Regions from separate parts of the Mus musculus genome. Here all the other regions are linked to region 4. Evidence: chromatin contacts called from public HiChIP or PLAC-seq and promoter capture Hi-C data. All regions are on one chromosome and are shown on one strand. Each heading gives the region's core, a stretch centred on a gene start, on an enhancer-like site or on the middle of the called end of the contact. The rest is flanking DNA. Distances are from core to core; before and after follow the strand shown.

The links. Promoter capture Hi-C pulls out the DNA fragments that hold promoters and counts their contacts. HiChIP or PLAC-seq counts read pairs in DNA pulled down with a chosen protein or histone mark.
Region 1: a contact with region 4 is called in an H3K4me3 HiChIP or PLAC-seq map of bone marrow-derived macrophages, with 2.2 times the contacts expected there. The contact joins the promoter of Nup85 here to the promoter of Wbp2 in region 4. A contact is called at or near these places in 2 of 39 promoter capture datasets (liver and pre-B cells) and 1 of 115 datasets of contacts at active chromatin or transcription factors (bone marrow-derived macrophages).
Region 2: a contact with region 4 is called in an H3K4me3 HiChIP or PLAC-seq map of bone marrow-derived macrophages, with 2.9 times the contacts expected there. The contact joins the promoter of Armc7 here to the promoter of Wbp2 in region 4.
Region 3: a contact with region 4 is called in a promoter capture Hi-C map of pre-B cells, with 2.8 times the contacts expected there. The contact joins the promoter of Snhg16 here to the promoter of Wbp2 in region 4. A contact is called at or near these places in 1 of 39 promoter capture datasets (pre-B cells), 2 of 484 Hi-C or Micro-C datasets (CD4 T cells and liver), 1 of 115 datasets of contacts at active chromatin or transcription factors (bone marrow-derived macrophages) and 1 of 9 other capture datasets (adipose tissue).
Region 5: an H3K4me3 HiChIP or PLAC-seq map of bone marrow-derived macrophages shows a contact between it and region 4, with 3 times the contacts expected there. The contact joins the promoter of Sumo2 here to the promoter of Wbp2 in region 4. A contact is called at or near these places in 2 of 39 promoter capture datasets (liver and pre-B cells), 1 of 484 Hi-C or Micro-C datasets (CD4 T cells) and 1 of 115 datasets of contacts at active chromatin or transcription factors (bone marrow-derived macrophages).

What each region holds. Positions count from the first base shown.
Region 1 is chr11:115,562,442-115,566,582 of GRCm38.p6, forward strand. It overlaps Nup85 (nucleoporin 85), which reads left to right and starts at 2,003. Exons shown (of 19, transcript NM_001002929.4): 1 at 2,003-2,121; 2 at 2,713-2,806. The coding sequence starts at 2,089.
Region 2 is chr11:115,473,713-115,477,766 of GRCm38.p6, forward strand. Armc7 (armadillo repeat containing 7) reads left to right here and starts at 1,955. Exons shown (of 3, transcript NM_177778.5): 1 at 1,955-2,315; 2 at 2,410-2,553. The coding sequence starts at 2,225. Slc16a5 (solute carrier family 16 (monocarboxylic acid transporters), member 5) reads left to right here. Exons shown (of 4, transcript NM_001080934.1): 4 at 1-686.
Region 3 is chr11:116,669,060-116,673,395 of GRCm38.p6, forward strand. It overlaps Snhg16 (small nucleolar RNA host gene 16), which reads left to right and starts at 2,601. Exons shown (of 5, transcript NR_027821.1): 1 at 2,601-2,697; 2 at 3,105-3,296; 3 at 3,605-3,679. It overlaps Snord1c (small nucleolar RNA, C/D box 1C), which reads left to right and starts at 3,446; the gene lies at 3,446-3,523.
Region 4 is chr11:116,085,628-116,089,730 of GRCm38.p6, forward strand. It overlaps Wbp2 (WW domain binding protein 2), which reads right to left and starts at 1,368. Exons shown (of 8, transcript NM_016852.3): 1 at 1,240-1,368. The coding sequence starts at 1,298.
Region 5 is chr11:115,534,227-115,538,283 of GRCm38.p6, forward strand. It overlaps Sumo2 (small ubiquitin-like modifier 2), which reads right to left and starts at 2,004. Exons shown (of 4, transcript NM_133354.2): 1 at 1,872-2,004; 2 at 326-457. The coding sequence starts at 1,892.

The DNA.
Region 1 (4,141 bases), core at 753-3,252, 520 kb before region 4:
ATTCTTTCAGAGAATTGAGTTCTATTCCCAGCAACCACATGGTGGCTCACAACCACCTGTAATTGGACCTGATGCTGTCTTTTGGTATGTCTGAAGATAGTTACAGTGTACTCATATACATAAAATAAAAAAAACATATTTGAGGCTAGAGAGATAGCTCAACACATATGAGTACTGGCTGTTCTTCTAAAGGGCCAGGGTTCAATCATCAGCACTCATATGGCAGCTCACAACTGTCTGTAACTCCAGATCCATGGCTTCTGACATCCTCACACAGACATCATGTAGGAAAAACCAACGGACAGAAAAATAAAAACAAGGGGGCTGGAGAGATGGCTCACCAGTTAGAAGCACTGACTGCTCTTCTAGATGTCCTGAGTTCAATTCCCAGCAACCACATGGTGGCTCATAATAATCTGTAAAGGAATTTGATGCCCTCTTCTGGTGTTCTCAAGACAGTGTACTCACATACCTAAAATAAATAATTTTAATAAATAAATAAATATTGTCACTGGGTGGTGGTAGCACAGGTCTGTAACCCCAGCACTCCAGAGGCAGAGGCAGACAGATCTCTGACTTTGAGGCCAGCTTGGTCTACAGATTAGGTTCAAAGACAGCCAAAGCTACAAAGAGAAACCCTGTCTTGAAAAACTAAGGGCTTGCCGGGTGTGGTGGCACACGCCTTTAAACCCAGCACTAGGGAGGCATAGGGCTATACAGAGAAACCCTGTATCGAAAAACAAACACACACACACACACACACACACACACACACACACAAAACAGAAAAAAAAAAACCCAACCAACAAACAAACAAAAAAATAAAGACAGACAGACTAAGGGCTGGTGAGATGGCTCAGCAGTTAAGAGCACTGACTGCTCTTCCAGAGGTCCTGAGTTCAATTCCCAGCAACCACATGGTGGCTCCCAACCATCTGTAATGGGATTTGATGACCTCTTCTGGTGTGTCTGAAGACAGTGACAGTTTACTCACATACATGCAATCTTTTTTAAAAAGTTAATTATAAAATTTATTTTATTGTATATATACTGGTGTTTTGTGTATGTCTGTGTACTACATGTGTGTGCCTGGTTCCACAGAGGCCAGAAGAGGGCATCAGATTGCCTGGGACTGTTCCACATGTATGTGAGTGCTTTGAATTGATCCAGGTTCCCCGGGAAGAACAGCGTATGCTCTTAACCACTGAGCCAACACTCTAGCTCCCTAAATCACTGATGATTAGGATTTGGATAAAAATTTGACAGAAAGGTTTTCCTTTATTTCCTTAAAGTTTGTGGGAGTTTGGTTTTTGAGTCTGGGTCTCAGTTAGCCCCGATGCGAGCTCAACCTTGCCATGTAGCTAAGGCTGGTTCTGAACTCCCGATTTTTCAGTCTCTACTTCCCAAGTGCTGCATCTTCCGGCTTATGTTACTATGCCCTACTTCCAAGTCATGTATGACCACCAATTTAAGGTAGAAATAGTTCAGAATAATCCTAAAGAAAGAAAAGTTGCCAGTACATAAAAGATTGAAGTCCCGTTGTTTACGGATGTCATGTGTCCGAGACTAATTCCAAAATAAGCGCATTATACTGGTCGGAGTTCGGAAAAGGGACTGAGAATATTCTAATAACAGACCAGGAGGGAGGGATCACAACTACCGCTAAGAGATAAAGTAGGATTACAGAGACGGAGTAGCTCTCCAATCGAAATAGATGCGCCAGCACGCTTCTGCGCATGCGCACACCCTCCCAGCCACCGCCTCTCCCGCCATCTCCGGGGACCTTTCCCTCACCTAGTGTGGGACTGTCTGTGGCGCCGCCTGATCTACTGGGAACATTCCTTGAGGACCCGTGGGCCCTAGAGCCGTTTTCATGATGTGTTGTATAGGTTAGAATAGTGGAACATGTGTGAAAGGCTTCAAGGGGCTGTGTTTGGCTAAGACGAAGGGATCTGTTGCGCTAAGGTCTGCAGGCGCTGCGCAAGCCGCCCTGGAGGGGGTCCTCTTTGGCAGCTGTCTGTGAGCGGGAGGCCTGAGCGCAGAGAAGCGGCCGCGCGGCAGGGTCCCAGCCGCGGGGGGCACGGCGCTATGGAGGAGCTCGACTGCGAGCCCGCAGTAACTGTAAGGGCGATCGGAGTGGAGTGGCTTGGCTTGTTGCACTGTGAGGGTTACGTTTCTTTGGTCATTTCAGGCTGCCTCCCTACATGCGGGACGCACGCTTCTTCCCTGGACACAGTTGCCACCATCCCGAATGTCAGGTTAACTGGGAACTAGGTTATGGCAATAGTGGTCCCTAGGTCCTGTGAATACTGGCCGGCTCGCGGAAACCCCACTGCATCACCCTTGTTTTTATAACCTTTCTGCTTCTCTAGTTTTCCCCCCTTGGGCGTTAGAATGAGATTGGTGTAAGCCCCACATGGTCACTCCAAGGGATGAGTTGGCCTTTCCCTGTCCTGCTGTCCTAGTCCGAGGCTTAATAAATGCATAATTTGTTCTCACGGGAGACAATAGACTAGTTTCTGTCGCGTTGTATTCTATTCCTCTTGCACCTAGAAAATGTTTTTTTAAGTGTGTATATGTCTGAATATGTGCACAGCATCATTGGATACGACCTAGGCTGTTCGCCTGGTGTATGGTGTTCGCAGTTACACTTGGAAGTTGAATGGACAGTTGTAGGGCTAACAGCTCCTGTGCCTCCTTATGTCTTACTAGTGGATTCCAGGTGTGAATTCCAAGAAGAAGCAAATGTGTTTTGACTGGGGCCCCGGCGAGATGCTTCTGTGTGAAACTTCCTTCAACCAAACAGGTAGGCAGTTCTTTTTCACATCTGTCTTGGCACATTGGTTGACTCTCTGAGGCAGGAAACTGGAGTTATTTGGCAATATTTTTATTTTTGAAACTTTGTTTTTTTGCTATTTTGAGACAAGTTGCCCCTATGTAGTCCTAGTGGGCTTGTCTTTGTGCAATCTTTGTGTAGGTTTGAATTCTACATCTTCTTCCCTCGACTTCCAGAGTGCTGGGACTTGAGGTGTGTGGTTCAACACTTGACATTAAGTAATTTTTAAATTTTATAGTCTGTGTATGGGCATTTTGTCTACGTGCATAACTGTGCACCACTCCGTGCTTGGTGCCGCAGAGGCCAAATGAGATCATTGGATTCTAGGAACTAGAACTCTATATTTATGTGAGTTGCCATATGGGGTGTTGGGAGTTGAACTTAGGTCTTCTGGAAGAGCTGCCTGTGTACTTCTTGTTTGGTTTTGGTTTTTTGAGATGGTTTCTCCGTGTAGCCTGGCTGTCCTGGTACTTGGTTTAGACCAAGCTGGCTTTGAACTCAGAAATTACTTGCTCTTTTTTCCTGAGTGTTAGGATTAAAGGCAGGAAATTTCAGCCAGTTGTCTTAGACGCCAAACCATCTCTTCAGCCCCCTTCCTATAATTAACCTTTAGAAACGACCCATATAGCCCAGGTGTGGAGATACGCACCTTTTAATCCCAGCACTCAGGAGACAGAGAGGCAGGTGGTTCTGTGAGTTCACAGCCTGCCTGATCTACAGAATGAGTTTTAGGTCAACCAGGGCTACACAGAGAAATCTTGTCTTGAGAAACCCAACAAAAACAAGCCCAAAGAAGTGAGTTAGACTGCCTCAGCTGAAGGCAAAGTCCTGGGTTCAGGCAACGCTCGCTTGCAACCTTAGATTTTCTACTGTGCAGAAGAGTTGGCGGGGGGAATAGAGAGTCCCCAGCTGCCTGGGATATGTTGCCAGACCCATTCTCAAAAACCAAGGATGTAGGCTATCACTCAGTGGCTCAGTGATAACTTCTTTAGCATGGGCAGTGTCCTTAATTAGATCATCAATATCACCAAAAAAGAAGTCTGTGTTGTGCTGCCTGCTTGTATTGTAATCTCAGCCTACACAGACCAGATGAAGACAAATCTTTTTTTCTTTTGGCGTAAACCTGGTTTGCTTGGCCGACTGTGTGCACTAGTCTTCCCTTGAGTTTTAATCCTCCCGTCTCATTCCCACCGGTGGAGAAAGTGGACATGTGCCCCAGGCTCAGCCGGGCTTTGTAATTAGAGAATTAGAAGTACTGGGATGTTTTTCTCTTTTGGGGAAAATGGTAGATGTTGAGTTACTTTT
Region 2 (4,054 bases), core at 705-3,204, 610 kb before region 4:
GAGCCCATGGCCTGGAGCTATGTCCACTTACTCGCTTCTGGTGCTGGTCTCTGAGGTCATCTCTTAAGGCTAGCTGTCATCAGCCCAGGCTTGTCGCAGCAGGGTACTCCAGGGAAGGGGAAAACGGTCTGAATTATATACAAAAACATTCCCTGCCGCACGGGTCATGAACTCTGGACTAAGAAAAGCGGAAACCAGGCCTGAGTAAATTTCCTCCATTCCCTCAGGCTGGCAGGAACTTCTTGGGGTTGTTTGTTGGTTCAGGCTCCACCAGGCTCCAGCAAGAAAACCTTATCAGGAAAATGATTTTATTTTCATGACTGACGCCAGCCATCCTCCTCCACAAGTCCATCTGGCATGAATAAGCATCTTTAGGAGGCGATCGGTTCCTCTAAGGTGCTGTCACGAGTGCCCCCTCATGGTCAAAGGAAGTACTGCAGCCGTGCATTTGCTGAGTTGCTTATGTTCACTGTCTCTAGACCTTGGGTGGAGACGGCTGAGTAGGTAAAGGTGCTGGCTGCATGCCGACAACTTGAGTTTGATTCCTGGGACCCACATGGACAAGGAGAGGCCCCACTACCACAAGTTGTTCTGTGGCGTGCCCATGTGCGCGCACCATACACACACACAAATAAACGTTATTAAAAAAATTTTTTTGGCCTGTATGAGATGCCATCTTCCAATTGAAGTCTGCCTCTCTGTCTAATGTCCCCTACTGCTTTCCGGATCGCAACTCAGAACTGAGCTTGACCCCACCCCCACCCCCCAAGGAAGTTTCTACTCTGAAGGGCAAATGCCAGGGACCTATTTTTCATTCTAACAGAAAACAGAGTTGGGGCTGGCTAACAGGCCCACGTCCAGGAAAAATAGAATCTGTGATCCTCCAGCTAGGAAATTTTCATCACACTTGCCCGTTGGTAATAATGGCATTAATCTGAGGGCAATAAGCAACGAAGAAATGAGGGTGCAAATGTAGTTTAGTCACGTACATCAAACCTTCACTTCCATCTCCAGCCCCACCCATGCCCAGGTGTGCTGTAATCCCAGTTCTTTGGAGCCTGGGGCTTGGAGACAAGATGGAAGCAAAGTCTACTCTTTTGTAGCCAGGATCTGCTTTGGACCATCCCTGGAAAATTTTGAGGGGAGTCTGCAAAGTATTTGTTCTGGAATCTCAAAGGCTCCAGGTCCCCAGGTCTTTGATGTTCTGACTAGTCAGACGCTTGGCCATCTTGAGCTGAGATGTAAGAAGTCTGCCTAGCCTGCTTCTTATAAAACCTAAAGGGCACAGAGTTCTCACGGAGCAACCTTGGTTCTCAAGCATCCAAACTAAGACTAAAACTCTTGCTCTTGGTTGATGTTGGGCATGGATTGATCACTGGAACTTAAACCCCAGAGGTGGGGGCCAGGGAAAGGTGAAGTACACAAACCATTCTGCTGTGATTCAGGTCCCTGGTACCAAACATAGTACATGACCCCTGACCCTTGCCCTAAAAACCCTTACTGCCTCCATCCTCCACCTCCACCACAGCACGGCAAAGCTGGGCCCCTCCCTGACGCTCCTTGTGACCCTAAGATTGTGTTTGGGGTTTGATGGATGTTCTGTTTTGTTACCAGGGTCTTGCCATGTAGCTCTGGATTGCCTTGTAGACTAAACCGTCCTTAAACTCCGTGTTCTGGGATTAAACTACTATCATGTCTAGATGGCCTGAAGATCCGTCTGCCCGGCTGTCAATCCATCCACCATTCTCTCTCTCCTTTTCTCCTCTTTCCCTCCCCTCTCCCTTCCTCTCTCCTTCGACGCATCCCCGCTGCGGCGGCTGCGCAGTGGAGGGTTAAAGCCTCCAGCTCTAGAAATCCGGAGGGAAGCCCAGGAGGCGCCCAGTAACCACGCCCAATCCCGTCCTGGTCCCGCTCACTCCGTTTCCTGGGGCGGGGCTAGAGAGACTTCCGCCCTGAACCAGGAAGCGGTGCAGGGAGTGTGGTAAGGGGGCGTGCCTGCCTTCAGTTCCGAAAAGCCACAGCGTCTCGCCCGGGTTGAATTTTGGTTTTCAGATCCGGCTCAGACAGGATCCTGAGACCCCTGGCCACCCCCACAGCTCATCCCCAGCTGCAGACGCGGATCTCAGGACAAGACTGGGTTTGCTGCCGCTCTGTCGCCGCCGGGACAGGTCAGGATCCAGGCCTTGTGGCCTCTACCGGAGCTCCCAACTCCGCCGCCCCAGCCATGGCACAGAAACCCAAGATAGACCCCCACGTCGGGCGGCTAGGCTACTTGCAGGCGCTGGTCACAGAGTTCCAGGAAACCGAGAGCCAAGGTAAGAGGTGTAGCGTGGGCACGAGGGACCCAGGAGGGTTCTGACGGCAGCCGCCGCCGCACAGGTCCGACCCCAGGGCTGCTTCCCATTGCAGATGCCAAGGAGCAAGTCCTCGCCAACCTCGCCAACTTCGCTTATGACCCGGGCAACTACCAGTACCTACGGCAACTACAAGTCCTGGACTTATTCCTTGATTCTCTGTCGGAAGAGAATGAAACCCTAATCAAGTTTGCTATTGGTAAGAGTTAGGCTGCCCCCAACCCCCGTGCCCGCGCGCCTCCCCCCAAGTTATAGACTAGAGCGACTTGAGAGTCAGGCATGCCACTCGCCTATAAAACTAGCATTACGGGAGGCTGAAGCAGGAGGATGGTTGCGACTTGGGGGCCAGCCTGGGATTCAGAGTAAGACACTGTCACTAAACAAACTAGTGTTTGGGATGGGATCTCATCTAGGGCAGAGCTGCCGTGTGTGGACCACCTACCTTCTCCTCCTCCACACATTATCGGGGTCACAGCTCATTCCAAACAAGTCGTGTCTTTCTTCCTCTTAGAAAAGAGATAATAAGTGAGGAAATGGGGTGAAACCTCTTTGAAAGAAGTTTAGTTTTTTGTTTGTTTGTTTGCTTGATTTTGATTTTTTTGAGACAGGATTTCTCTGTGTAGCCCTGGCTATTCTGGAACTCACTCTGTAGACCAGGCTGGCCTTGAACTCAGAAATCTGCCTGCCTCTCTGCCTCCCAAATGCTGGGATTAAAGGTGTGCGCCACCACTGCCCGGCTGGAGCTTGCCCTTGTATTGTTTACTGTCAAGAGGTGCAAAGGTAGCTTAGAACTCCTATAGTTGGGTTATTGTAAGGCCGTTTGAATTATTCAAGGTAGACTCTTTTACATTTGCTGTGTAGGTGTGTGTTTGCATGTGTGTGTGGATGAGTGTGAGTATGCATGTGCACCAGGCTGTATGCATGAAATTTGTCAAGAGTCAGTTCTCCCCGAGTACAGTGGTACATGCCTTTCATCCCCAGTACTGGGAAGACAGAGGTAGGTAGATCTTTCCGAGTTCCAGGCCAGCCTAGCGTGAGTACTGAGTTCTGGACCATCTAGGGCTATGTGGTAAGATGTCGTCTCTAAAAACTAAGGTAGTCGTTGTTGTTGTGTTCTCCTCTTCCAGTTGCTAAGGGAAGATCTCTGTGCCTTCAGAGTAGGGCAGTGCACTCCATAGCTGGGCCGTGAGCCTCCAGCTAATGGGGAGAGAGTGCTGGGGTTCCAGATGCTCGACACTGCATCTGGTTTTCTTATGTAGGTCCCTGGAACCGAATTCAGGTCATCAGAATTGTGTGGCAAGCTCTTTTACCTACTAAGCCATCTCCTCTGCCCCATGATAGATAGTCATTATTGGGCACCCTATAAGGAAGGTACTGGCCCAGGTTCTGAGGAGATGGTGAACAGGTTGGGGATTGTATTCTGGAAGGGGAGCTAGGTGGCGAATAAAACAAGCAAAGTAGAGATAAACAGGAACTCAGATGGAGCCATAGGAGGTGTGTCACGCTACTTACGCTACTTCCATTTCAGCCATCTTGGATATGCGATGTAGACAAAGCAGCTAAGCAGGAAGCTGTTAGAGGGAAGCTGATGTGTTAGAGGGAAGCTGATGTGTTAGAGGGAGGCCGATGTGTTAGAGGGAAGCTGATGTGTTAGAGGGGAAGCTGATGTGTTAGAGGGAGGCCGATGTGTTAGAGGGAGG
Region 3 (4,336 bases), core at 1,351-3,850, 580 kb after region 4:
CTCCTCCTCCACTCTGCCACCGCGTGGCTCAAACCAACAAAGCAGGTGGCCAGCATCCTTGTGTCAATGTTACTTTATTAGCCTCCAACCACCTCTGGAAAGACAGAAAAATGCAGCTGGGGACATCGCTCAATTGGTAAAGCACCTGCTGCCCAAGAAGGGGACACGAGGCCAGATCCCTGGTGCTCACTAAGAAGCCAGGTGAGGGGCTAGAGAGATAGCTCAGTGGCTGAGAGCGTTTGCTCTTCTACGGGGCTCAGGTCCTAGTCACAGAAACCAAATGGCACCTTACAACTGTGACTCTAGTCCCAGGGGTAATCTGACACCCTCTTCTGGCCCCCGTGGGCACCAGGCACACACGTGGTGCACAGACTGTACACGCAGGCGACCCCCACGCCAACACACTGCATAAGTAAACAGAGCAGCAGCAGAAGGTGGGAACAGTGTCTGTTGTCTGAGCTCTGGGAAAGTGGAGACACAGGGGATCCCTGGAGCTCACTGGTCAGTCTGTCTGGCCAATCCACAAGCTCTAGGGTTAGTGAGAGACTTGGACTTCACACCTAAAGTGGAGAGTGACTGAGAAAGGCACCCAAAGTTGATGTCTGACCTCTACATGCACCCACCTACTCTCATACATGTGCACCTGCATACATGTTCATACCCACACGTCAATTTTTAAAGACACAAATCCTCCTCCGCCCTACTTGTCCCCCTGGAAGAAAAGCTCTTATGTAGTAGGTCAACTCGCTCAGCGCATTAGCAACCGAATGATAAAAGCATAAACTCTGCGGGCTGAGATCAAACCAAGTCAGGCACCACTGAGGCTTTAACCAGCCCCTCCCCTCCCCTCTTGACACGTGTCTTCTCATCTGCCAGATGGGATAGTCCCAGGGCTTCATAGATAGCGAGGGTTAAAGAACCTGAGACAGTGAGCAGCCACCTAGCGAATCCAATTCGTCATGTGCTAACTACCATTATTATCTTGTCTGCCGAAGGTCACGTGCCCACGAGTTTCACAAGCGGCTTTGGGCAAATTCTTGAGAATTCCCCCTGCAAGTCTCACATGAAAGAACTTAATGTGCCGAGAGAAAATGCATCCTTCCTGTCAGAACTCAACAAAATAGTCTGTCTTCAAGGGTAAGATAGAAAATTCAAGGGCCTGTGTTCTTGCTGAATACATTATTGATTATCTCCTTGGGACATTCTGTGAGAAAGACACAGCCCAACACTAAGCCCAGCACTATGAGGGAATAAAAAAAATATTAAGAGAGTTCCCTCCCCCCAAAAGGACTCACAATTAAATTAAAGGAGAGAAATATACACGGATATGGTCATTAAGAGTGAGTAACAGATTTCCACATTAAAAAGATGATACAGGCTAAATGCTACAGAGTTCCATTTGAGGAGGACTGGAGGACCGGGCGAGGGTTGTGAATAAAAGGCTCTAGATCTTGTAAATTTAAACTAGCTTGTAAATAGGTATAAGTTCTGGCCCTGCCTTGCCATTTTGTCCTATTTAAAAATGAAGTCAAGATGCCCCATGCAAAATGATACTCTAAACGAACGAGGCAGGATCGAAAGACATGGAAAACACGCCCACGATAGAGGAAGAGGGTCCCTCATTCAGGAATCCTGTCAAGTCTCTTGCCAACAGAGAAACAAGAATTCTGGCATAATTACCAACTGCTGAAGGCCCTTTTGCCCTTCCCAGATATTAAACTACAATTTTTCAGCGACCCTCACCAATTACACCACCCCCACCCCCATGCAACCCCTAGCGACTTGTGCCTACAGTTCCATCCAACGCTTCTCTGGGGCCAGCACACTTATTTCACTTACCAAGATAGCAAGAAAGTGGGGAGGGGGTGTCTCCTAGCAACCTTTTAAGATGTAACTCACGAGCTACTAGAATTATACATGGCTAACACAATCAATTGCAACTCTCCTTGAGCCAGTTCCCACCCTGGGTATGCATTCTTCTTGAGCGCTTCTCTTTCTCCTAATCCTCACACTAAACCCCTCTATTAAAATGGTTTTTATCTCCAACTTATACCGGCTAGTCCTCAGCGCCGATTTCATTGTATCTTCCCTGTGAGAACAGTGCCACAGGCAGGCGAATACCTGGGGCTGCTGCTGCTGCTACTGACGGTCGCCCCTGCAGCTCTCGAGTGCCCCCTGCCGCCGGAACCCGCTCTCGCCCCCATCTTAAAAGCTTCTGCCCATTCCCTGGGACTCTCCCTGGACTTCACTAAGGAACTAAGCCAAGTGACATTTCTCCACCCCAGATAAAAATCTGCAGCACAATTAACGAGCCTCAGTTTCCTCAACGGTCCCTGAACCCTCGAACATTCTCCACCTCCCCAGACTTAGCGGGGGACCGCCGAAGTTCACAGTCCAAGCTCCTTACCCCGAACCCTCTGCTGCCCCTGGTGGCTGCCACCATCTTACCCCTTTCTCTTCACTCAATGTGAGGTGAGACGACCCATTCTTGGCAACGGTAGATTTAGAACTACATTTCCCATCAAACCATTCTCGACATCGCGAGAGTTCCGGCGAGACTTGCGGAGGGGAGGGAAAACGGGAAGACTGCGCGCAAGCGCGATCTCGTCCTTTCCGAGGTCCTCTGCCGCGTGTTTGGAAGTTATGGCCGCGCGGGTCTGTGGTGTTCTCCCTGAAAGGCCTAAGCTTTGGGTGATGGTAAGTTGTGGAAAAGGGAAGATGAGGTTTTTCCTACACATACCGTCGACACGCTTGCTCTCTCCGGAGGTGACGTGTCGACGATCAGCCCTTTCCTTTGCTATTGTGGGCCTTAGGAGGTCTGAGATGCTGTCTAAGGAAATGCTCCCCAGACTGCGAGACGTTTGATGCGGACGGGATGAAGCCCTTTTTGGTCTTCGATCTCCCTTCTCTTGGGGCGGGGAGCGGTCTTCTCTCTGTGACCCAAAGCCAGCCATGTGCTCAGCTCTGTCTTCCCTGGGGTCTCCATTGAGGGTGGTGGCCTTAAGTGAACACGAGTGACTCCTGCTAACTACAGATTGTCATGAACGGGATTGAAAACTGAAAGCCGTTAGCTCTAACGCGGCATAACTTCTCCTTCCCCGAAGGCATTGCCTTTTGGCACTCGGGAGACAAGATGCAGGTTCCGTCTCAGAAGTAATGGCTGGATCCCTGAAAGCCAACGGGCTCGGTGTGGTCCACCCGTCAGAAGGCATAGGTAGATGGTGGGCATCTGCCTCAGACATAGTTCTCAAGTTCAGCCAGAAGAATGCGCGTTGAGCCCTCTGCAGCCCGTGTCGGTAAGGGTTCCAAACAAGTCCAGAAGAGGGTCTGTGCCGGTGTAATTTGGGGCTATAGAGTGTCGTTCTGCAACTCAACGTGGTTGCCAGAACCGGATTTCCAAAAATGAGTTGGGTTGGCACTGGGGGGTTTGGGGGGCCTCTTGCTGGTTGAGCTGAGGATGATTTAAGTTATCCCTGTCTGAAATGACACTTTTGTGAAGAGTCATGGTTTACTGAGGCTCGACGTTTTGAGGTCTGTTTTGAGAATGACCACAGTAAGGTTGCTTCTGTTAGAATGAAGTGGGATCTCTTTATTACTCCTTCAGACGGAGGTGTTGTCTCCAGGAAGCATCATGGAAAGGCGTGGTGGTGCACAAGGGCCTTCAGGATGCCTGCGCCTGGTAAGAGCTTCATAGAGTCGCAGGGGTTGTGGTAGCTGGGAAGGGTTGGTTGTTAGGTTTGGGGTGGGGGTGGGGTTAGAGGTTGTTGGGGATTGATTGTCCAGAGGAGGGCGTGGTCCTCCTTACTCAGCACTCTCACAAGCTGCATTTAACATTGGTGAATACAAAATTGTTCCTCACTCAACTGCTAAGTAAACTGACGTTCAGTGAGTGGGTTCTGTTTCTTTTGTATATGCGTGTGCCACTGCATCTATGTGTCTGGTTGACTTGAGTGAGTTTGGTTTCCCCTTTAGCCACCAAGCTGTTTTTTGGCCTAGAAATTGGGTTAAGTAAAGATTTGGGCCTGCTACCTGGGAGTAGCACAGAGCCTTGTCTTCTGTAACACAGAATCACTGGCTTCCAAACCTGGATATCTCTCAGAACACGTAAAAAGTGTTAAAATACACACATTTCCACCCAGGTCAGTGGATGAGACGGGTATGGAGTGGAATTAAGAGTCCTCGAGGTTTGAGCAGGCATGGAGAAACGGTTTGATGACCATTCTCACAGCAAGACCAGAGCACTGGCTATGTTTAAGCACCTCCTGAGATAGGTTTTTTTAATCCTCAGTCTTAACAGACAGCCATATGCTTTTGTACATGTGGGTGGGGAAAGGAG
Region 4 (4,103 bases), core at 118-2,617:
AAGTGGGGACAGTCATTAGATGGCATCAGAGTACTTGGCTCAGCCAAAGAACTGGACAAAGTATACCAGAAAACAATGTAAGGTTTCTCAGATTACAAGATAAAAAGGTTTGAGTTCGTATGGTTCCATTCAGCTGTCTCCTCCTGTCCCAAATATCCTTTCTTGGTGCAATAAAAGAGGGGCAGCTCAGGTTAAAGAAGTGGTCACCAGGCACATGTGCTGGCCAGCCCCTTCCCAAGACCTACGCACACGAGGTCAGCAGAACCTGGCCTTGTCACTGCCACCTTCTCCTCTGAGTCAGCTTCCCAGGTGACAAGTCCCAAGATGGGTGCCTGTCTACACTGGGTGTGGGCTCTGACCTCCATCATGTCTCTCTTGGCTCTCAAGTTAATCCAAGCCCGGATAGTGCAAGTCAGGAGAGTCAGAATTCCAAGGAACAAGAAACAAGAGGAACAGAGAAGCCCAGCAGTTCAAGGAGGGGAGAGAAAAAAAGAATCTTAAAGTTGGGAGACCTTTGTTCGGGGAACTGACACAAGCCATTAAGAATTCAAGAGAACCAGGCAAGAGACAAGCCTTTATAAGGGTCACCGGGTTAAGTAGTTGACAGACATTTAGTTCCACCACCTCTAGGGCCTCAGCCTTTCTTTTGGAACTTGAGAAGTTCTGGAATATACGAGAAAACTGTACAGGAGTAGTTAAGCCTATTGACTTTGGGGCCAAGTTACCTTCCTTCAATTCCCCTTCTGTTACTCACAGCACAATGGTCTAAGTTATTTTAACCTCATTAGGCGTCACTTGCCCTACCTGTAAAATGTGTCTAATAGTTTCTGCGGCACAGGATTATGTATTACCTAAGGTAGAGCTGACGCAGCATAGTAAAGACGTAGTGAACGCCTAATAAATAGCAACTATGTTTTAAGACTTCGTTTGGGAAGGGGTTCAAGAAATCACCCGTGGGCCTCACTCGGCTTCCCAAACAAACCCTGACACCATTCTCTGGCCCCACCCCCACCCATCACCCCAGCTGATCAGCACTCCGGCCCTCCCCAACGACCCACCCACTCCCTCCAGCCCCGCCTCCGGCCGTTACCACCCCTTTCTCCCTCTTTCCTCCCCCCCCACGCCCCCCCCCCCACAGCGCTCCATCAATTTCCTTCTCCACCATATCCCACCGCCCACCACACACAGTGGCCGACACCCGCCCTTCAAGTCTCCAGGATCCTTCCGCCGTGTTTTCACCTCTCAGTGTTGTTGACGATCACTCCGCCGCCCTCTGAGTGATTCTTGTTGAGCGCCATAGTCTCTCCCACTGGGGTCCCGAGACTCGCAACGCTCTGCGCTTGCGCTGGTCTTTGGCCCGCCTCTAGTGGCGTCGTTCGTATTACAGTCAGCCAATCATAGTTCCTGCGCGCAGGCTGACCAACCACCTGATCTGGACTGTCACGTGGGGAGAGTTTACTCCCGCTCTCCCTCCCCCAAGTTGCACCTGCATCACAAACAAGCAGCCAACTACAATTCCCAGCAGGCAGTGGTCCGGCAACCGCGGCCTCGCCCTGCGTTTAGTGACGAGTGCATTCTGGAATTTGTAGTCTTTTTTTATATTATAGGCCAGGCTAGAGATTATATTTACAAGACTACTTAAACATTTGTACGCCTCTCTCATCCTAGCTTCCTCATGTTAAGCAAACTCAATCGAAGAAATGTAACTTAAATTTGATGATCTGGTGTATGGTACATTTAAACATTACGTAACCAGCCGTCTTCATTTCCGCAACTGTCATGAGTAGTTCGCGCTTACATTTGGGTATTCATTGCAAACTTACAGAGCAGTGCGAGATGCAGTCCCTTCTACAGTGGACTGGCAAAGCCCGAAAAAAATAAAATACGCCACTTTAATCGACCCAGATCCAGATCCCGGACCCAGAGTCGGACTGTGAACTTCTGGGGACTGAGCGGTCCGCTCCCCACCCTCTTCCCCGCCCAGCACCTGCCGCCTGCCGCCTCGCGATGGCGCTGCTTCCTGCTCTGATCTAGCGGATCCCGCTGCAGAAGTTAAACAGCAGGGTTTAAACAGGACCTAGAATAATTGAGTGGACTGACAAAGCACATGACCAACCGCCAGGTAGGACTTTGAAAATACCACTGACTCGTTTCTGCTAGTGGGTGTCTCCCCACTGCGCTGTAGTGAATCTAAACTCCACCTCTGAGTTGTATCTTTCGCAGGGCTGTCGAGGGTTGGGAGAACTCTTCAGTTTCTGGGTGGCATCTTAGCGTACCTACCCTTAACCTTAAGACACCAGTGTTTGGTTTGAAGCAGACAGCATGGTGCCCTACATCCTGGAACATTGCCACAGATTTGAGGCCAGTTTGGGCTGCATAATGATTTCCAGACCAGCCTCAGCTGCAGAGTAAAACAGTTCTGGGAAATGGCAGGTACATTATTAACTCACAGTGCAAGAGACCCTTCTGTTCGCTTTGGGGTTGTTTGTCTGTTTGTTTGTTTGTTTGTTTGTTTGTTTGTTTTTCTAGGTGCACACTAATAAAAGTCAAATGGCTACAGATTTTTGTTTGTTTGGTTTTTGAGAAAGAGTCCTGAGATTACAGGTGTGTACCACCGAGCCTGGGTTTACAAAGTTATGATGATCAGTTGAGTCCAGTATTCATGCACATCACGAAAAGCACTGTTCTAAGCTGGACTATGTCCCTAGCCAGCCCAGCAGTTTTTAAAGAGCATAGTCCAAGATGGGTATTAGTAATGACGCAATCAGGGATCAGAGGTGAGAGGACGGCTGGGGGTTTGAGCCCTGGCTCCTTGTTTGTGTATTCAATTCCAAACCGTCCAGCGACTCTGTCCCACAAAGATAAAACAGCAACAAATCCAGTAAAAGAAAATCCATAGCCACATCTGGTGGCACACGCCTTTAGTCCCAGCACCCGAATCAGGTGTTCACAATGGACAATGGTCTGTAACTCCACTCCAGGCAGTCTGGTATCTTGTTCTGGCTTCTTTGGGTACCTACATTCACACACACACACACACACACACACACACACACACACACACACACACATACACACGCAAATAAGAAGAAGAAGAGAAAAAGAGGGAAATCCTTTCCCGGAACCTGAGGATCTTTCCTGACACTCAGAGTGTTGCTAACAGGACGGGTGCAGAGTTCATCTCAGGACCCGAGTCTCTGAGAGGGAACACGTTTCTAGGCTCTGATAACACCTCTCGGTGGTTGAGACTCACTGAAGTCACTGGTTTTTTTCCTCTTAACCTGATTGTTATGTTGGGCAGACAACTTACGAACAGCCTTGTTTGGGCCAGTTTCCAACCACTTGACTCCATAAAGCCAAAAGCCTGCTTCCTTGAGCGAATTGTTGGATTGGCCTGGCCAGACTGGTGTTTCCTGATCAACACTTCTGTTCTCTGTAGATAGGAATATTTACGGGTAGGTTAGCACAGGTATCTTTGCTTTATCTCAGCTTCCTCTTTTTTTAAGGATTTATTTATTTATTTATTTTATATGAGTACAGTGTAGCTGTCTTCATGCACACCAGAAGAGGGCATCAGATCCCATTACAGATGGTTATGAGCCACCATGTGGTTGTTAGGAATTGAATTTAGGAAGAGCAGTCAGTGCTCTTAACCGCTGAGACATCTCTCCAGCCCTCAACTTTTTTATTTTTTTATTTTTGTTTTTGTTTTTTTGTTTTTTTGTTTTTGTTTTTTTCGAGACAGGGTTTCTGTGTGTAGCCCCGGCTGTCCTGGAACTCACTCTGTAGACCAGGCTGGCCTCGAACTCAGAGATCTGCCTGCCTCTGCCTCCCAAGTGCTGGGATTAAAGGCGTGCGCCACCACGCCTGGCTTCCTCAACTTATTTCTTAAGAATGTTTTTAATTAGTTATTTTTCTTTTCTTTTCTTTTCTTTTCTTTTTTTTTTTTAACTTCCTTGTTTGTTTTGTTGGTTTGATTTTTTTGAGAGAAGGTTTCTCTGTGCTCTAGCTCATTCTGGAACTTGCCCTGGAACTCCTTCTGTAGACCAGGCAGGCCTCAAACTCGCAGAGATCCGACTGCCTCTGCCTCCAGGGTGCTGGGA
Region 5 (4,057 bases), core at 754-3,253, 550 kb before region 4:
CCAAATATTTTGACAGAATGCATTGTCTAAATAATAAAAGGGAAAAAACAACAACAAACAAAAACCCCACCAAATACTAATCCACTTTCCCCCCTCATTCAAGTGCAGACATCTCCTTGGGAACTTGTAGTCTTATGGATCTAATGAGGGATTACTGGTTTAGCACAAGAATCATAATATTAAACCTACCTGCAAATGTACATACAATATAATCACATGCATCTTAACAAAAATAGTCATGCAATACTGTGATGGTACATTTTCTACTCCTAATTCGGCTGTGTACATGGATTATTAAGTGGAAGTACACTTATCAATTCCTCACCTGCCGTTCACAATAGGCTTTCATTAGTTTACTAAGTGGTGTATGCCTCTTAATCTTAAACTGCACCACAGAACCATCCTGTCCCGCCACCTTCAAATTAATATGATCGTTGTTCTCAGTCTTGACTCCTTCCTGTTGAAAGAAAAATAAGAGTGTAATTTGGAAACTGTGAAACACAAACACCTTTAAAGAAGCTGCGGGCCCGAACGCTTCAGAATCAACAGGTTTCTCTCAGGCTCTCCAACAGCATACAGCTGTTCCCAGCCCCTGGGCTGAAAGATCAGAAACCCTGCACAAAGTGTTACAAGTCTGGTACAGAAGCACTGATACTAGCAAGGCAACAATACACTTAGAAACTCCTTGCATAATTTGTGATGCATCTGAGGTTAAATTTTCTAAAATGGCATTATTTCCTGTCATCGCCCAAATTTGTCGCTTCCCATAAACACCAGTGTCCTTTCTCTTTTCAAAGCTACAACTACTAGAGTCGGTTTGGGGTGGGAGTGAGAAAACCATACCTTGTATTTCAAATTTTACTGCTACCTTCTTGATAAAAGTTAGCAAACTCTGCTCAATGATATCAAATGAACATATCTTTAAAAAAAAAAAACCGAACACACTCAACTGAGGGATATCCCGAGTCTCCCTTTTTACATCTTCCGATTAACGTTCGACTATATAACTGCTTCATTTTCAGTTCAGAGCTTATTTTCCCCCTCTCCTTTGCTGTCATGGCTGCAATACAGTCTTCGTGCAAGTATTCCCGTACATTGCAACCCCAACAGCAGTTCAGCAAATCAAATGTTTATGTCCAAGGATTCGATTCGTCCATCCTGTGTCCCCCTCCAAATAGAGTCGGGGCCAGAGAGTGCCCTGCCCTGGACTGATGCTGGTCCCCTAGTCCGCAGCCAAGAGTAGCCCGTGCCTCCGAGGGCGCGTTCTCAAGTTGAGCCCGTGTCTCTCTGCTCGCACCTAAGCCTCCAACCACAACAAGCCACATGGTTCCCGCCAGGGTGCGGGTTTCTGGGCGCACGGCGGAGAGCGCAGCCCCTCCCCCGCGGGCCCCTTGGGCCTCGAGCCGGACCGACTCTGGAATCCCCCACTCGGGGTTGCCGGAGCACACACCACCGATCCGGCGCGGCCCCAGCCCCGAGAGGGAAACCCCGGGCCGCACGACTCCCGCCTTCGCCGCCGCCCCAGACCCCGCGCGCCCAACGCTTTCCTTACACGCGCCGGGCGCCGCCGAGGAGCCAGCGCGGGGCCGCCGGGCCCGCGGGCTCCCGCGAAGCGCCGCCTGCCCGCCTCGCGCCGCGCCGCGCGCGCTCCGAGGGCCTGGGGGCGGGGGAGGGCGCCGGGCCTCCTCGGGCGCGGGCGGGAGGAAGAGAGCGAGAGAGGAAAATGGCGCGGAGCGCCGGGCCTGAGCCGCCGCTGGCCCCGTGGGGGGCCCCGGGCAGGCAGGGAAGCCCGCGGCGGGCTTCGGCCGGACCCCGGGCCGCGCCACCCACCGGTCCGCACGGTGAGGCGCAGCCGGCCGCCGCGAGCTCACCTTGGGTTTCTCGTCGGCCATGGCGAGCGCCGGAGTCTCCTCAGCTGCCGCTTCACAAAAGAGGCACCGGGTCCGCACTGAGGGAGCGCACAAGCAGCACCAGGAGCGGCAGGAGGAGGCGGCAGCGGTGGACGAGGCAGAGGGCGCGCGCACGTCGTGCGCTTCCCTCCCCCCGCCCTGCGTGCGCGAGCACGAGCATCCGGGGCTTCTCATTGGCTGCCGCTTCGCGGGAGCGCGCAACGCTTACATAACCACCCCTCCTCCTCCCCCCCACGGCCCGCGCCTCCGCCGCCTGGGCCAGGCGCCCGCCAGGTCGGCGGGAAGAGGCGCGGACACGCGCACCAGTCCCGCCGCGGGGGCGCGCCTGGCTCTGGGCGGGGCTGTATTGTCCTCCTTCTTTGGTGGAGCATAATCAAAATGGCTTCCAGCTGGTCCTCGGCGAGGACAGGAAGGCGCGTGGCCTTAGACGTGGGGTGAGCCTAGGTCGAGAACGGAAGGCCAACTCCACGTAGAAGGGGGCATCTCCATCAAAAAAGCAGCAGCGGGTTGTGAGAAAAACTCCTGTTCAGTAGGACAAATGCAACTCCCCCCTGCACATCAAACTTCCCAGTCCCTTCGTCCTTCCCCATCAACCAGCTTCCCACCCGGGAGCCTCAAATGTCTTCCAACCTGTTGGGAACCCTACTCTTGCTGTGGAAAACTGTTCTTATAGCCACTCAAAGGATTCCTTGCTTGTGGCCTGCCTCCCAACTTCCAGAGAACACAGTCCATCAGGGGAGCCGACCCAACCTGAAGCTCACGGGCCCATCAATCATTTCGTCCCTTAATCCAGTACAAAGTAGGAGTAGGATCCTCGCATTTGAAGAAAATCCTGCCCTCTGCTGTGCATGCCACCCTGTGGCTCTCACTTGGTGTTTTTATTTCCTGTACCCCTGTATTTTCTTCTACTACTGTGTTCCCACAGAGGGGGGAAATACCACGATTACATTACCACCATAGTGCTTCTTCTCGACCAAACAGCTTGAAAAAATGCCCATGCCAGCTGCTCCACCCCCTCAACTCCCACTCACTCCTCAATCCACTGCAATCTGTTGTTGTCCTCTTAGCTCCACTAGAACTCTCCACAAGGTCACCTTTGCTGAAACCAGTAATACGTCCCGTTTCTCACCCCTACTCAACTCCCTTCGACTCTGCACAAAACAGGCTTTTTTTTTCTGTCACCTTAGGCCAGTGGTAGCACACCTTAATCTTTTTTTCTTTATTAAACTTTATTTTAATTGTTTCTTTGAGTTTTAGTACAGACTTTTTCTGGTTTTTGGGTTTTTTTGTTTTTTTGTTTTTTTTTTTTTTTTTTTTGGTTTTTCGAGACAGGGTTTCTCTGTATAGCATTGGCTGTCCTAGAACTCACTCTGTAGACCAGCCTGGCCTCAAATTCAGAAATCCCCCTGCCTCTGCCTCCCAAGTGCTGGGATTAAAGGCATGTGCCACCACTGCAGCTAGTATAGACTTTTAAAAATTACTATATTTCCTCTACAGGGACGTATGAATCCCTTCCAATATCATCTACTTTCTAAACTCTCCTTTTCTAACTTTTTTTTTAATCCTCCTTGCATGTCTGTGGTGGCATAGGTGTTTAATCCCAGCACTAGGGAGGCAGAGGCAGGTGGGTCTCTGTGCTCTAGGCCGGACAGGTCTACAGACTGAGTTCCAGAAAAGCCAGGGCTACACAAAGAAACCCTGTTTTGAGAAACAAAAACAAAAAGATAAAAATTAAAAAGAAGACAGACAGGGCAACACAGAGAAACCCTGTCTCGAAAAACCAAAAATAAATAAATAAATAAATGAATAAATAAATAAAAGAAAAAGAAAAATTCCTTCTTTTGGGCGGGGCCTAGTGACACAAGTCATTTTAATCCCTACACTAGGAAAGCAAGATAAACAGATCTGTGTGTATTTGCGTATTCCAGATAGGCTGACAGCCAAGGCTACACAGTGAGACCCTGTCTTTGTGTGCCCATCTGGAGGTCAGAGGGTAACTTGTAGGCTTTGGTCTTTTCTTCCATTTTGTTGGTTCTAGGGACTAAAGTCAGCTTATCAGACTTTCTAACAAGGAAGCATCTCACCAGCCCCAAAGCTGTGACTTTTTTTTTTTAAATCAAGTCCCAACAACCACATGGTGGCTCACA